2 separate regions of the Mus musculus genome follow, and region 2 is linked to region 1. A link is a contact called in public promoter capture Hi-C data. All regions are on one chromosome and are shown on one strand. The core of a region is the stretch at or near the end of the contact, and the rest is flanking DNA. Distances in the headings are between cores, read along the strand shown. Region 1 holds the start of Artn (artemin). Region 2 has its middle 54 kb from the start of Szt2.

What was found. Promoter capture Hi-C pulls out the DNA fragments that hold promoters and counts their contacts.
Region 2: a contact with region 1 is called in a promoter capture Hi-C map of liver. The contact joins the enhancer-like site here to the promoter of Artn in region 1. A contact is called at or near these places in 3 of 39 promoter capture datasets (embryonic stem cells and liver) and 3 of 115 datasets of contacts at active chromatin or transcription factors (bone marrow-derived macrophages and embryonic stem cells).

The regions. Positions count from the first base shown.
Region 1 is chr4:117,926,782-117,933,060 of GRCm38.p6, reverse strand. Artn (artemin) reads left to right here and starts at 3,298. Exons shown (of 5, transcript NM_009711.4): 1 at 3,298-3,675; 2 at 3,809-4,042; 3 at 4,919-5,437; 4 at 5,762-5,900; 5 at 5,993-6,279. The coding sequence starts at 5,378. It overlaps St3gal3 (ST3 beta-galactoside alpha-2,3-sialyltransferase 3), which reads left to right. Exons shown (of 12, transcript NM_009176.5): 12 at 1-908. The coding sequence ends at 14.
Region 2 is chr4:118,352,397-118,358,678 of GRCm38.p6, reverse strand. No RefSeq gene overlaps it. Among named protein-coding and RNA genes, the nearest start is that of Szt2, 54 kb to the left of the region's middle. Within about 2 kb of position 1,723, at least 11 of the 459 cell types and tissues checked have an H3K27ac peak or open chromatin away from gene starts, as enhancers often do. A contact at or near this core is called in liver, where this site is marked.

The sequences.
Region 1 (6,279 bases), core at 2,049-4,548:
GCAGCGGTATCTGAGTGGGCCGGACACCAGGCCAGAGAGGCTCACGCCAGGACCAAGCAGCTGCCACCTGCACAGGAGCCTTCCCACCCAGAGAGGGACAGTGCCAAGAGACCCGAGGGCCAGTGAGGCCTTGGCAAGGCAACCAGAGCTGTGCCCACTGCAGGCCAGCTTCAGAGACCAGCACCCTGCCTTGCTGCCTGGGTCCATGAAGCCAGAGGGCCAGGAGGCCACTGGCTGTGGCCAGCAGGCCCAGCATGCAGGAGGTGGGACATTTGGTAGCAAGAATGCTACCAGAATCATTTCTCTAATCAGTGTTTGGTGTATTATCATTTTGTGAATTTGGGTATGGGGAGGGGAGGGATAATTTATTTTTAAATTAGATGTCACATTTGGTCCACTTGTTGTGCAGAAAGAGGCCCACTAGAGGGCCCATCAGACAGTGGTACCAGTGAACTCCCTGAAGGATGGAGGTGTGGTGACCATGCTTCAGGGACCGGGAGGTGGATAGCATCTCATGTCAGCCATCTCCAGCTCACGACACTCTTTGGCCTTCCTTGGGGAGAAGATGAAGTACTCCCTCTCACCAGCCACCAGTGTCCCACAGGGGAACCCCAGAGCCATCCCTTTAAAGCCAACAGGACAGCTCTTGGACAAGAGCAGAGAGAACTCAGGAGGCAAGGCCCAGCCCAGCCTGACGGGAATGAATGGCTCCGTCCATAGCTGTCCCTAATCCATGGGGCAGTAATCCTTCCTGAACTGTCAGATGGTCTGGGTTTCTTGCTGGGACTGCCAGCTCCATGGGTCCTACCCAGGACCAGAGGGAAGTGAGGCTCCAGGACCTCACCCAGGCTGCCGCAGCCAGCCGGGGCAGCTCTCACGGAAGCAATAAAGCTCTCCTCTGAATCTGGCCTCCTGTTGTTTTCTCTGACTTTTCTGGAAGAAACAGAAACTGCACTGAACACAAGGGTCTTCTCTGCAGCCCATGAACTCCTGGGTCCCTTTCACTTCTCGTGTCTACTATAGGACCTTTGAATCCTCCAGCTCAGTGGTTAAAAGTATTTATTGTTCTTGCAAAGGACCCAGGTTCAATTCCTAGCACCTACCTGAAGGCTCACAATCGCCTGTAACTCCAGTTCCAGGGGATCTGATGTCCCCTTCTGAACTCTAGGGCTCTTGTTGTATACATACACACATCCAGGCACAGAAACACACAAAATTAATTAAAAGGCCAGCAAAAGAGGCCCACACAACACAGAGAAACTCACAGACCTCCATTCTTGCCATCCATGGCTCCCCTTAGAAATGAATGTGGCCCACTCCTTATTTGCACTTCAACAGAAAACAGGAAAGCCCCCAACCCAGCCCTAGACACCCCTGGTAACTTTAGAAAGGACATCCCTGCCCCAGTTCACCTCCTTAGGCTCTAGAATCTGAGCCCTCTTAACCCCAGGTAGATCTGAGAATCAGAGACATGTAATGATGGAGGTAGCTTCCTGTCAGACACTGGCCACTACGACAGTAAATGGGACACATAGCTTCAGCTATATGCCTGTCAGTGGTAGCCCTAGCTGCAACGGCCACCTCAATTCAGCAGCCAGTTTTATGGGAAAAGAAAAATGTATGTATGTGCTGTGTGTCCATCCGTGTTGTCCTATGTGCCTCACCCCATGCAGCCTTGTGGAGTCTGAGGATAACCCTCACAGACTTCAGCCTCAAGCACTGCACAAAACTGCTCTCTCAAAATCAGTGGTTAGGGGCCGGATGTGGTGGCGCACAACTTTAATCCAGCAGAGGCAGGTGGATTTCTGAGTTCGAGGCCAGCCTGGTCTACAAAGTGAGTTCCAGGACAGGCAGGACTATACAGAGAAACCCCTGTCTCAAAAAAAAAAAAAACAAAACAAAACAAACAAACAAAAAAATCAGTGGTTAGGAACCCTGGCTATGTGCCAAAATCACAGGTGAAAACCTGGAACTATGTACCTGCCCACCCCAAGTGTCTGATTCAGATTGGGATGTGGCCCAGATGTGGGTAGATGTGGGTAGTTCTTTTCTTCCTTTCTTCCATTCTTTCTCCTCCTCCTCCTCCTCCTTCTCCTCCTCCCCCTCCCCCTCCCCCTCCTCCTCCTTCTCCTTTTAAGATTTATTATATATATATATGAGTACACCATTGCTCTCTTCAGATACACCAGAAGAGGGCATCAGATCCCATTACAGATGGTTGTGAGCCACCATGTGGTTGCTGGGAATTGAACTAAGGACCTTGGGGAGAGCAGTTCAGTGCTCTTACCCACTGAGCTGTCTCTCCAGCCCCATGGGTAGTTCTTCAAGGTCCACAGAGGTGCTGGTACATGATCAGGGCACATCGGGTCCATGCACTGGGTACCCTTCCCCACTCTCAGCATCTGTTTTTGCACGTATTGGTTGGCAAATACCAAGTTGTCATCATTAGCCCAACTGCCTTCACTTTACTCCCGGCTACAAATTTAGCTGCTTCTGGGGCATTTCTAGCAGGAGAGTCCACAGACCCTTCTAATTCAGCATGTCCAACACTGGTTTCACATGTCCCCCTCCCCCAACCGCCAACCCCACATCTGACCCTCTCCTAGGGAAAGCCAGTTCCTAGAATTTTACCACCTCACTTTGTCCAATCAGGCAAAAAGGAATGTAGGGGATTGGGTCCTGGAACCCCCAACTCCCCACAACCCTGCTCAGGGTTTATCTTATTGTCCCCAGCAGCCTGCATCCCTCTTCTGTCTTGCTTGTCTCAAAACCACACTCTCTCCAGTGCAGGCATTCAACGAAAATGACCACACTCAGACTAGGTCAGTAGTTTCCAGCATCTTCGTGATGAACTCCAGACTAGTTGGTAGAACAATTCTGATCATGGCCATCAACCAACCTCCAGACACCTGCCAAATTGCCTCATCGCATCTCAGACTCCAGTTCAATACTCTGAGGTCCTCTGATTCTTCATCCCTGGTCGCACCCACCCCCCACCCCCAACACACACACAATCATTCACTGCCTTCACTGGATGTGCGCGAGTCCCTCTGAGGCCCCGACCCTAAAACTGAGCAAACAGGGTATCCTTGGACCGTGGGAGCCCAACGCAGAGCCCTGTCGCTCCGAGGCAGCTGAACCTTCTGAGGGTCCCGGAGTCACCACTTGAGGATACAGAGTAGCTAGCCAGAACCCCCATGTCTGCGCAGCCCAAGTTGGAACTCTCCTTCAGGCTGCCCCTCCTTCGCCGCCCTCCCTCGCGCTCTCCCGCCCTCGGCCAGGCCTCCCAGTTCCCTACTTTGCTTGACTACCAACTTCGAATTCCCAGTTTCAGCGTCTCGCTGCAGCCCGCGATCTCTACTCTGCCTCCTGGGGTCTTCTCCAAATGTCTAGCCCCCACCTAGAGGGACCTAGCCTAGCCAGCGGGGACCGGATCCGGAGGGTGGAGCGGCCAGGTGAGCCCTGAAAGGTGGGGCGGGGCGGGGGCGCTCTGGGCCCCACCCCGGGATCTGGTGACGCCGGGGCTGGAATTTGACACCGGACGGCGGCGGGCAGGAGGCTGCTGAGGGATGGAGTTGGGCTCGGCCCCCAGATGCGGCCCGCGGGCTCTGCCAGCAACAAGTCCCTCGGGCCCCAGCCCTCGCTGCGACTGGGGCTTGGAGCCCTGCACCCAAGGTAAGCCAGCCTTCTTGCCCATCCCCTTGATGGACGCTCAAAGGGCAGGAGAAAGGGCAGAAAGGTCTTCCTCCCCACTTTTCTCTCAGCCTCTCTCTTCTGGGCCCTCAGCGCAGCTCTTTGCCCCTCCCAGCCCCTCCAGTTCTTGTCGCTAGCTTCTTGGACTGTGTTAACCCTCCTGGCTGGCTGTAATGTGAGGCTCCCGCTGCCGCCACAGGGCACAGACCGGCTGCCAAGGCCCCACTTTTAACTAAAAGAGGCGCTGCCAGGTGCACAACTCTGGGCATGATCCACTTGAGCTTCGGGGGAAAGCCCAGCACTGGTCCCAGGAGAGGCGCCTAGAAGGACACGGACCAGGACCCCTTTGGTGAGTATAGGGCTGGTGGATAGGGGTGGCAAGGGCTGGAGGACCAAATATCCCAAATGGTAAGAAAGGAGAAATTGGTCAGAGCTGTCCTCGAGGGACTTGCTCCTAGGCTCCCCCTAGCGCAGATATCCCAGGGCTGCCTTGTCTGACTTTCCCTCCATCTGAGAGAATAGTAGCCAGTCTGGTCTCTAGGGATTTTAATCTAGTTAGCCAACGGGCACACGCCTAGCTCTGGAGGAACTAGATAAAGGCCTGGGAGGTGTGTGTCTTATCCTGGAGTCATCATATGTCGCTCCCCCTCTCCATGTATTCTGTGTGCCAGCAAAAGGATGGAGGGTTACATCTGGGACCCAAGAAGAGACTAACTAATGAGAATTCTTAAAAGTTCTAGGGGTCCAAGAGCAGTGGTTCACAAAGACTGGAGGTGCGGGCTGGGGTCAGGAAGGATGGTTTATGGGGGAAACTCCTAGGAGCAAGGCTAGGGGGCCAGATCCACAGGAGGCAGATGGTCCAGGCTTGGGCCGGATCTCGGAGTGGTTCAGCCCTCTGAGACCAGGTTGGTGTGAAGGACTAGCTGGTCCTTCTGGCAATGGCTCAGACCTAAATGTGCAGAGCGTGTGCAAAAGCCCCCTCCCCTTAAATCCGCAGGCTTGACAAGCTCTGCCCCCTGGTGGCCACAGGAAGCCATGGTCCAGGCCCTGTGTTTTCAGAAGGACCATCGCTTCCCCAGATAATAGGCAAGCTCTTGGGAGACATCTGTGGGCATAAGAGAGAATTCAGGTGACACTGGGTCCAGAAAGAAGATTGCAAGTCATCAGATAATCCAAGTGACCAACTGACACTCAAATTCTTCAGGGCTCTGCTTCCTCCCCCAAGGTATGGAGTGAACGCTGAGCATGGAGTGGAAGGAACTCAAGTTACTACTTTCTCCAACCACCCTGGTACCTTCAGCCCTGAAGTACAGAGCAGAAGGGTCTTAGAAGACAGGACCACAGCTGTGTGAGTCTCCCCCCTGAGGCCTTAGACGATCTCTGAGCTCAGCTGAGCTTTGTTTGCCCATCTGGAGAAGTGAGCCATTGATTGACCTTGTGGCATCGCGAAGGAACAGGTCCTGCCAAGCACCTAACACAGAGAGCAAGGTTCTCCATCGCAGCTACCGCTGCTGAGTTGACTCTAGCTACTCCAACCTCCTGGGTCGCTTCGAGAGACTGGAGTGGAAGGAGGAATACCCCAAAGGATAACTAACTCATCTTTCAGTTTGCAAGCTGCCGCAGGAAGAGGGTGGGGAAACGGGTCCACGAAGGCTTCTGATGGGAGCTTCTGGAGCCGAAAGCTATGGAACTGGGACTTGCAGAGCCTACTGCATTGTCCCACTGCCTCCGGCCTAGGTGGCAGGTGAGTCGCTGGCTTTCCTTGGAAAAAAAGAGAGTAGGACATAGCTTAGGGCCGCAGGGATCAGATATGAAAGGGGAAATGCCAAGAGGGAGGGGCCGTAATTGGAGGAAAGGAACGGGATTTCTCCTGATGGTCCGTGCCCTCAGGTAATTCCTCCCCTGGGCTCCTGGGAGCAGCAAATGCCTATTAAATCTAAGCCCTTCCTTACACTCTGCCACCCAGCTAGGAGCCCGACTAGACTGGTCTCTGATCTGGGCAAGACAAGACCCCCTCCCGACCCCCAAAGTGTCCTGTTCCTCCCTAAGTCTCCTTTTCTCTGTGCAGTCAGCCTGGTGGCCAACCCTAGCTGTTCTAGCCCTGCTGAGCTGCGTCACAGAAGCTTCCCTGGACCCAATGTCCCGCAGCCCCGCCGCTCGCGACGGTCCCTCACCGGTCTTGGCGCCCCCCACGGACCACCTGCCTGGTAGGTGAGAGCGCGACAGGGCGGGGCAAGGGCGAGGCTAGCTCTAGACACCCCCCACCCACACCTCCGAAAGTGACTAAGCCTCATTCCAGGGGGACACACTGCGCATTTGTGCAGCGAAAGAACCCTGCGACCCCCGCCTCAGTCTCCTCAGCCCGCACCCCCGCCGCCTGGTCCCGCGCTCCAGTCTCCTCCCGCTGCGCTCCGCGGGGCACGCGCGGCGCGTGCAGGAACCCGGAGCAGCCGCGCACGGACCACAGATGCGCGCGGCTGCCGCCTGCGCTCGCAGCTGGTGCCGGTGAGTGCGCTCGGCCTAGGCCACAGCTCCGACGAGCTGATACGTTTCCGCTTCTGCAGCGGCTCGTGCCGCCGAGCACGC
Region 2 (6,282 bases), core at 474-2,973, 430 kb before region 1:
TCCCCACTAGGTCTATCAGTTGATCTCAGAAGAGTATAACGGAGTCTTTATAAGTAAAGGGCCCTGCTGACCCGGGCAGCTGCTCTATAGCTGGTTACTTATCTCACCTGTAAAGCCTCTTGTGTTTCTTGAAACAAATTTGAACAAATCTTTCATTTACAAAAACACAGATTTCAAAAATACATAGAATGTATTCCAAAAAAAGAAACAGGCTTAAATTCTTTTCTTTTTATGTGTGTGGGTGTCTTGCCTGCCTGTATGTCTGTGCACCACACTCGTGCAGTGCCAATGGGGCCAGAAGAGGGCATCGGATCTCCTGGATCTAGCTGCCCTATAGGTGCTGTGAACTGAGACTTGGGTTCTGTGGAAGAACAGGCAGTTCCAGTGGGGTTGTCTCCCGCACTCTTTAAATTCCTAATAGCAATGATATAGTGCTTTCTGAAAGGTATATTTATAAGGATCGTGTACACCTCTGATCCCAAATACTGAGGAGACTGAGACAGGGTCACTGTGGGTTTAAGGCCAGCCTGAGGAATGTAGGAAGACCTTGTCTGAGAAAAAGAAAGGAAGCTGGGTGATGGTGGCACAAGCCTTTAATCCCAGCACCTCCAAGGTAGACAGATATCTGTGATTCGAGGCCAGCCTGGTCTACAGAACTAGTTCTAGGACAGCCAAGGCTAAACAGAGGAACCCTCTTTCAGAAACCCAAACCAACCAAACAAGAAAAGAAAAGAAAAAGAAGTTTTATGAGGCTGAGCTCTACCCTCGAGTTTTAGCGCTCAGCCATTAACTAACTATTCACAGGTCATTGCTATCATAATGAAGCCAGTCTACTTGCTGAGCGCTGCAGATGCCCCCAGCCAGCTTCCACTGCTCTGCTCAGCTCCAGCTCAGGACATCCAGCTCAGGACCAGGCTCATCCCATCCTCAAGCCTCGAGCTTAGAGGTTCCACCCCTGCGGCTCAGCCTCAGACCCACCAGCTCACTGGTGCATCACCTGATTTCTTGCCCGTTTGCCGTTGAATTTTCTCTTGGACCTTTGGCTTGTTTGGCACATGTCTCTCGGCTAGAGTCCGATCAGGTTGTGGCCTCTTAACTAAGTTTAGCTTGTTAATCAATCAGCAGGTTTACAATCCAGAGTGACACCCAAGGGAAGACATCTTTATTAGCTCTTTGCTGTAAATCTCACTTGTACCAAGGTAATTGTAATTAAATCCTAGTCGCATCTCCACCTCCTGAGTTCTGAATCAGGAACTAAATGTTCTAACCCACAGTGAGCCACACCCTCTCCATATTCCTTTATGGCAGCAGAGAGAGTTTTATGAACTAGGTGGACATGACTCGCAATTCCTCTTGACTCCCTTATGGCTTTCAATAAAATATGGAGCACAGTGTCCATGAAAACAATTCTCCCCCCTTTTTCCATGCTAGGATTAGAACCCAGGTCCCTGTACATGGAACACGTGATTTTTCACCAAACTACACCCCAGCCTACAAAGTATTTTCTTCATTCATAACTTGATCATCTATAGTTTCTAGCACTTTCTGTCCCAGGCATCATACTAAATTATTATGCCAAGTTTTAACTTTTGCCCAGAGAATTTGCATAGGAGTAATGTTTCATTGTGGGATCAACAACCTGGATTAGCTAATGGATGAGAGCTAAAGTTCAAGGCAGAGTCCAGAGTCTCATCTGGTCATGTGATAGCATCCATCTGTGCAGTGTTGAAACCTTCTGCAGTCCTGTGTACAACACAAGTGAACCCTCAGTGAGATCCATCTGATACATTCCAGGTCGGCAAAAATGAAAGTCCATGGCAGATAGCCGATAGGATTTAGAACAACTGGCAAGCTTCCCCAATGCCAGTGCGAACGGAAATCACTCTAACCGCTTTGGAAAACAATTTGGCATGATCTCTAAAAGCTGATACGCCCTGGATCCAGCAGTTCCTCATTCAGGTGTATTCCCTGAAGAAACATTTGCACAAGTGTGGCAGGAATAAGCCTCGTGATATTCATAACCACATAGCTTACCCAGCAAAAGGCTAACATGGGCCAAACATCCACAGACACACACGGATGAGTGGTAGTACCATTACCGTGTCCCACAGAGAGGGAAAGGCAAAGCTGGTAGCTCAGGCTCAAAATTGAGTTTCCTCTCGTACTGGAGCAAGTAAAGTTTGGCTCAAAGTGAAAACATTAAGGTGATGGTATTTAAAAATCTCAGAAACATCATTTTGAGAGAAATATGTATGGCATGGCGTGCTTCCAGTTTTATTTTGTCAAAGATTTTTGTCTGATTTATATGCATGTGTCAGCAGGTAGGTGTGCACTTGAGTGTGGGTGCCTGTACTGTTAAGACTCGCTGGAACAGGACATGGATACTGGGAACGAATCTCTTCTGTGGTGGGATCCTGGGGTTGAACTTAGGTCCAGGCTTGTGCAGCAAGCCTCTTACCCACTAAGCCTTGTCACCAGCCCTGTTTCCACTTATACAAAGGCAGAGAAGCCACCACCACATGAGGAGATACAAACATCTCTGGGTTTTGTTTGGTTTCCGAGACAGGGTTTCTCTGTATAGCCCTGGCTATCCTGGAACTCACTCTGTAGACCAGGCTGGCCTCAAACTAAGAAATCTGCCTGCCTCTGCCTCCCAAGTGCTGGAATTAAAGACCTGTGCCACCACTTCCTGGCTAACATCTCTGTTTTTAAAAAATGTGAATAGCAATCACAAAGCATGATTGTGTCTGGAGGGGAGAGAAAAAGATGGTACTGGAGACCTGGGAAGTCACCGACATCCCTTCCCTTAAACTGGGTGGGGACAGCCATGTATGCTAATTATGTCTCGCTTCTTTATCGCTTACATATGTTTTGTAGGCACCAATTTTGTGTATCAGTTTCATATTTAATAAAAACAGAACTTTAAGACCTTCTGTGCGCATGCCTACCACCTGCTAGCATATTCTGTGCTAACATTTCATCATCTCAAAGCTTTGCTACAGACCCGGCTTCCTTGCACCGTTTGTATAGTTTGGGCTACAATTACTGTTTTTCAGATTGTTACTGCTCAGGATGGTGATCTGAAGACATGATAGGTGCCACAGTAATTGTCTTCTGACCAGGCTGGGCCAGTATAATATCTGTTATAGATGTTTCCTCCTTCTCCCTCTAAAAAAAGACACACACACACACACACACACACATACACACACACAGAGTACACAAGTGTGGAGACAGCCAGCCCAGGAGAGTAACACTAATGTCAGAGAGAAGAGACAAAGAAGAACAAAGTACTGCGTTTGTGTTGCAGAGGCTCTGTTAGGGAATCAACCAGGTTGCCTTTCTTGTTTCCTCTTAACTTTTTCCAAAAAAAAAAAAAAATCAAGATTTCCCAGAACTAACCTCCTGTTTACCCTCCCAGCCTCCAGCACTGTGTATACTTCAATAAATATCTGAGTCTATCAGTAAATTCATTGTTGTGTGTTGTCTGAATGAGAATGGCCCCTGTAGGTTCATATATCTGAGTACTTGGTCCCCAGTATGGTGGAGGTGTTTGGGAAGGATTAGGAGGTGTGGCCTTGTTGGAGGAGGTGGGGCCTTGTTGAAGGAGGTGTGGTCATCAAGACCAGCAAGGAGGAGGTGTGGCCTTGCTGGAGGAGGTGTGGCCTTGTTGGAGGACTTGTATCACTACAACCTGGCTTTGAGACTTCAAAAGTTTCAAGCCATTCCCAGTGTCTGTCTCTCTGACCCATTCTTGTGGATGAAGAAGTGAGCCTTCAGCTACTACTCCAGCGCCATGCCTGCCTGCCTGCCTATTGCAGTGTTTCTCACTATGATGGCCATGGGCTTTCCTCTGTAACTGAGTACCCCAAATAAACTCTTCCTTCTGTATGTAAAGACCTAACCTTAGGGCACCAGGATTTATATCATTTCAAGAATCTTTATAATTCAAACTACTAGCAGTAAATGGCTGGGTGGCCCCTACAGTGATGTAAAGATTCCAGTGCCTAACAGGGCATCTCTGTCTTTCAAAGTCATAGATTATGCCAGCGATTTTAGTTCACTCTCCTCATTAAGCTCTTTATTATCTTGTCCTGTACAAGAACATTTTCATCTCTCTTTTGCTTTCTTTATCTAAGCTGTTAGCTTCCTATCATTTGGTACAATATGCTCAAGCCAGAGCCTATCTATCACGTGTATATTTCCTCACTCAGCCATGTATTCCTTTACAGCTGCCTCCGTTTAGGAAGGTCCCATTCAATTGTCACTCTGCTGGTTTTTTTTTGTTTTTTTTTTGAGCCATTGAGCCTGCATTTCTAACTCCTCAGGATTTAACTTTCTGACTATTCTCAATTTTACCAGTAATAGTCCATATCACATAGACTCATGTCAGCTCGTAACAGCGTCAAAAAGGAATGGAAATCTTGGGTAAAATTTCTTTCATGGACTCCTATTGTATCCAAGCATTTACACAGGAATATCCATGATGCATCTACATTTGGGACCCTGTAACTAAAATGTCAGCACATTTAAACAGAATAATCTCTCACACACCATACATTGAATAATAGCATCATTATACAAAACAGAATTGAATCACTTTACAAAATTTGCACTTGCATAAGCAATTATCTATATTCTCGGAAGAATATTACAATATTTGCTATTCCACGTTACACGTGTTCCTCTTTCAAAGGGGTTCCTGTAGCTGGCCCTTTATCCTTGCTTTCTAATCTGTTACTGGGTGGCTGGATTGCATCCAGAAACCCTTATTTCCCTCTCTTGCATATGCATCCTTAATAGCAAACAAAGGCTCTTGGCAGCCTAATGGAATGTTAACTAATTGCGTGTCGTCATGCAAACTCTAAACTCAGCAGTAGCCCGCATGTACATATGGTTTAAAATATGATACCAGTAAAATGTTTTTAAGGTGGTTAGGGTTTTGGGGTTGGTTGGCTTTTTGAGACAGGGTTTCCCTGTGTAGCCTAAGCTGTTCCAGAACTCCCTCTGTAGACCAGGCAAGCCTTGAACTCAGAGATCCTTTGCCTCTGCCTCCTAAGTGCTGGGGTTGAAGGACCATGTGCTACCACGCCTGGCTTTGTTAGTCTTTTATTAAATTGTTTTAATTTTATGTTTATGGGTGTTTTGCCTGCATGTATGTCTGTATGCACCACTTGTATGCCTGGTGCCTTCGAAGACCAGAACAGGGTGTTAGATCCCCTGGAGGTTGAGTTGCAGGTAGATGGCTGAGAGCTGTCACACAAGTGCTGGGAAGCAAATCTGATCTTCTGAAAGAGCAGCCAGTTCTCTTCACCACTGAGCCACCTCTCCAGCCCCTCTACCTATATTTTGAGATAGAGTCTATCACCTGTATCTCATAGATTCCGCTGGTGGCTAACTAGTCTCAGGAGTCTTCTTGTTTCCATCTCCCCCACCCTGGGACTATAGATTCTCTCATTTTTATGTAGATGCTGGGAATCCAAACTCATTTTACTGACTGAGCCTTCACCTACCTCCTCTCAAAACTTTTGAAGTCAAGTCTTTGATTATTACTGGAGTTGAGTAACTACATCAATTCCACATTTTTTAGTCATTAATGGTTTCTCTTCATGGCTAGGGTGTAGAGTGCTTGCCAGCCTGTGTAAGACCCTGCATTGCTCCCCATGATCTGCTCAGTCTGCTATCTCCAATCCAGGGGTGGCCCCACCTACAACGGGCTGGGTCTTCCTGACACTGAGTAAATGCCCTATAGGCTTGCCTACAGCCCAATCTTTTGGAGGTACTTTTTTGTTTGTTTGCTTGTTTGTTTGTTTTGGTTTGTCGAGACAGGGTTTCTCTGTGTAGCCCTGGCTGACCTGGAACTCACTCTGTAGACCAGGCTGGCCTTGAACTCAGAAATCCACCTGCCTCTGCCTCCCAAGTGCTGGAATTAAAGGCATGCGCCACCACGCCCGGCTTGGGGGGACTGTCTTAACTGAGGCTCCTTTCTCTCCAGTGACTTTAGCTTATGTCAAGTTGACATAAAACTATCTGCATAGAATTCTTCCAAAATAAGTCTTTCCCCCTCCCCCAACCCTCCACCCTGTCCCCTCTCCTTGGTCTTCCCCTGGGCCTGAGACTGATTCAACTGGCTGCTGGTGACTTTAGCATATAGTTGCAAGGTAGAAGCTATGGCTCAATAGTTAAGAGTACTTGGTTGTTTTTGCAGAAGACCGAGGTTCATTCTCAGCACCCATATGGGAGATCCAACCATCCGAATCTCCAGGTCATGGAGTTCAAATG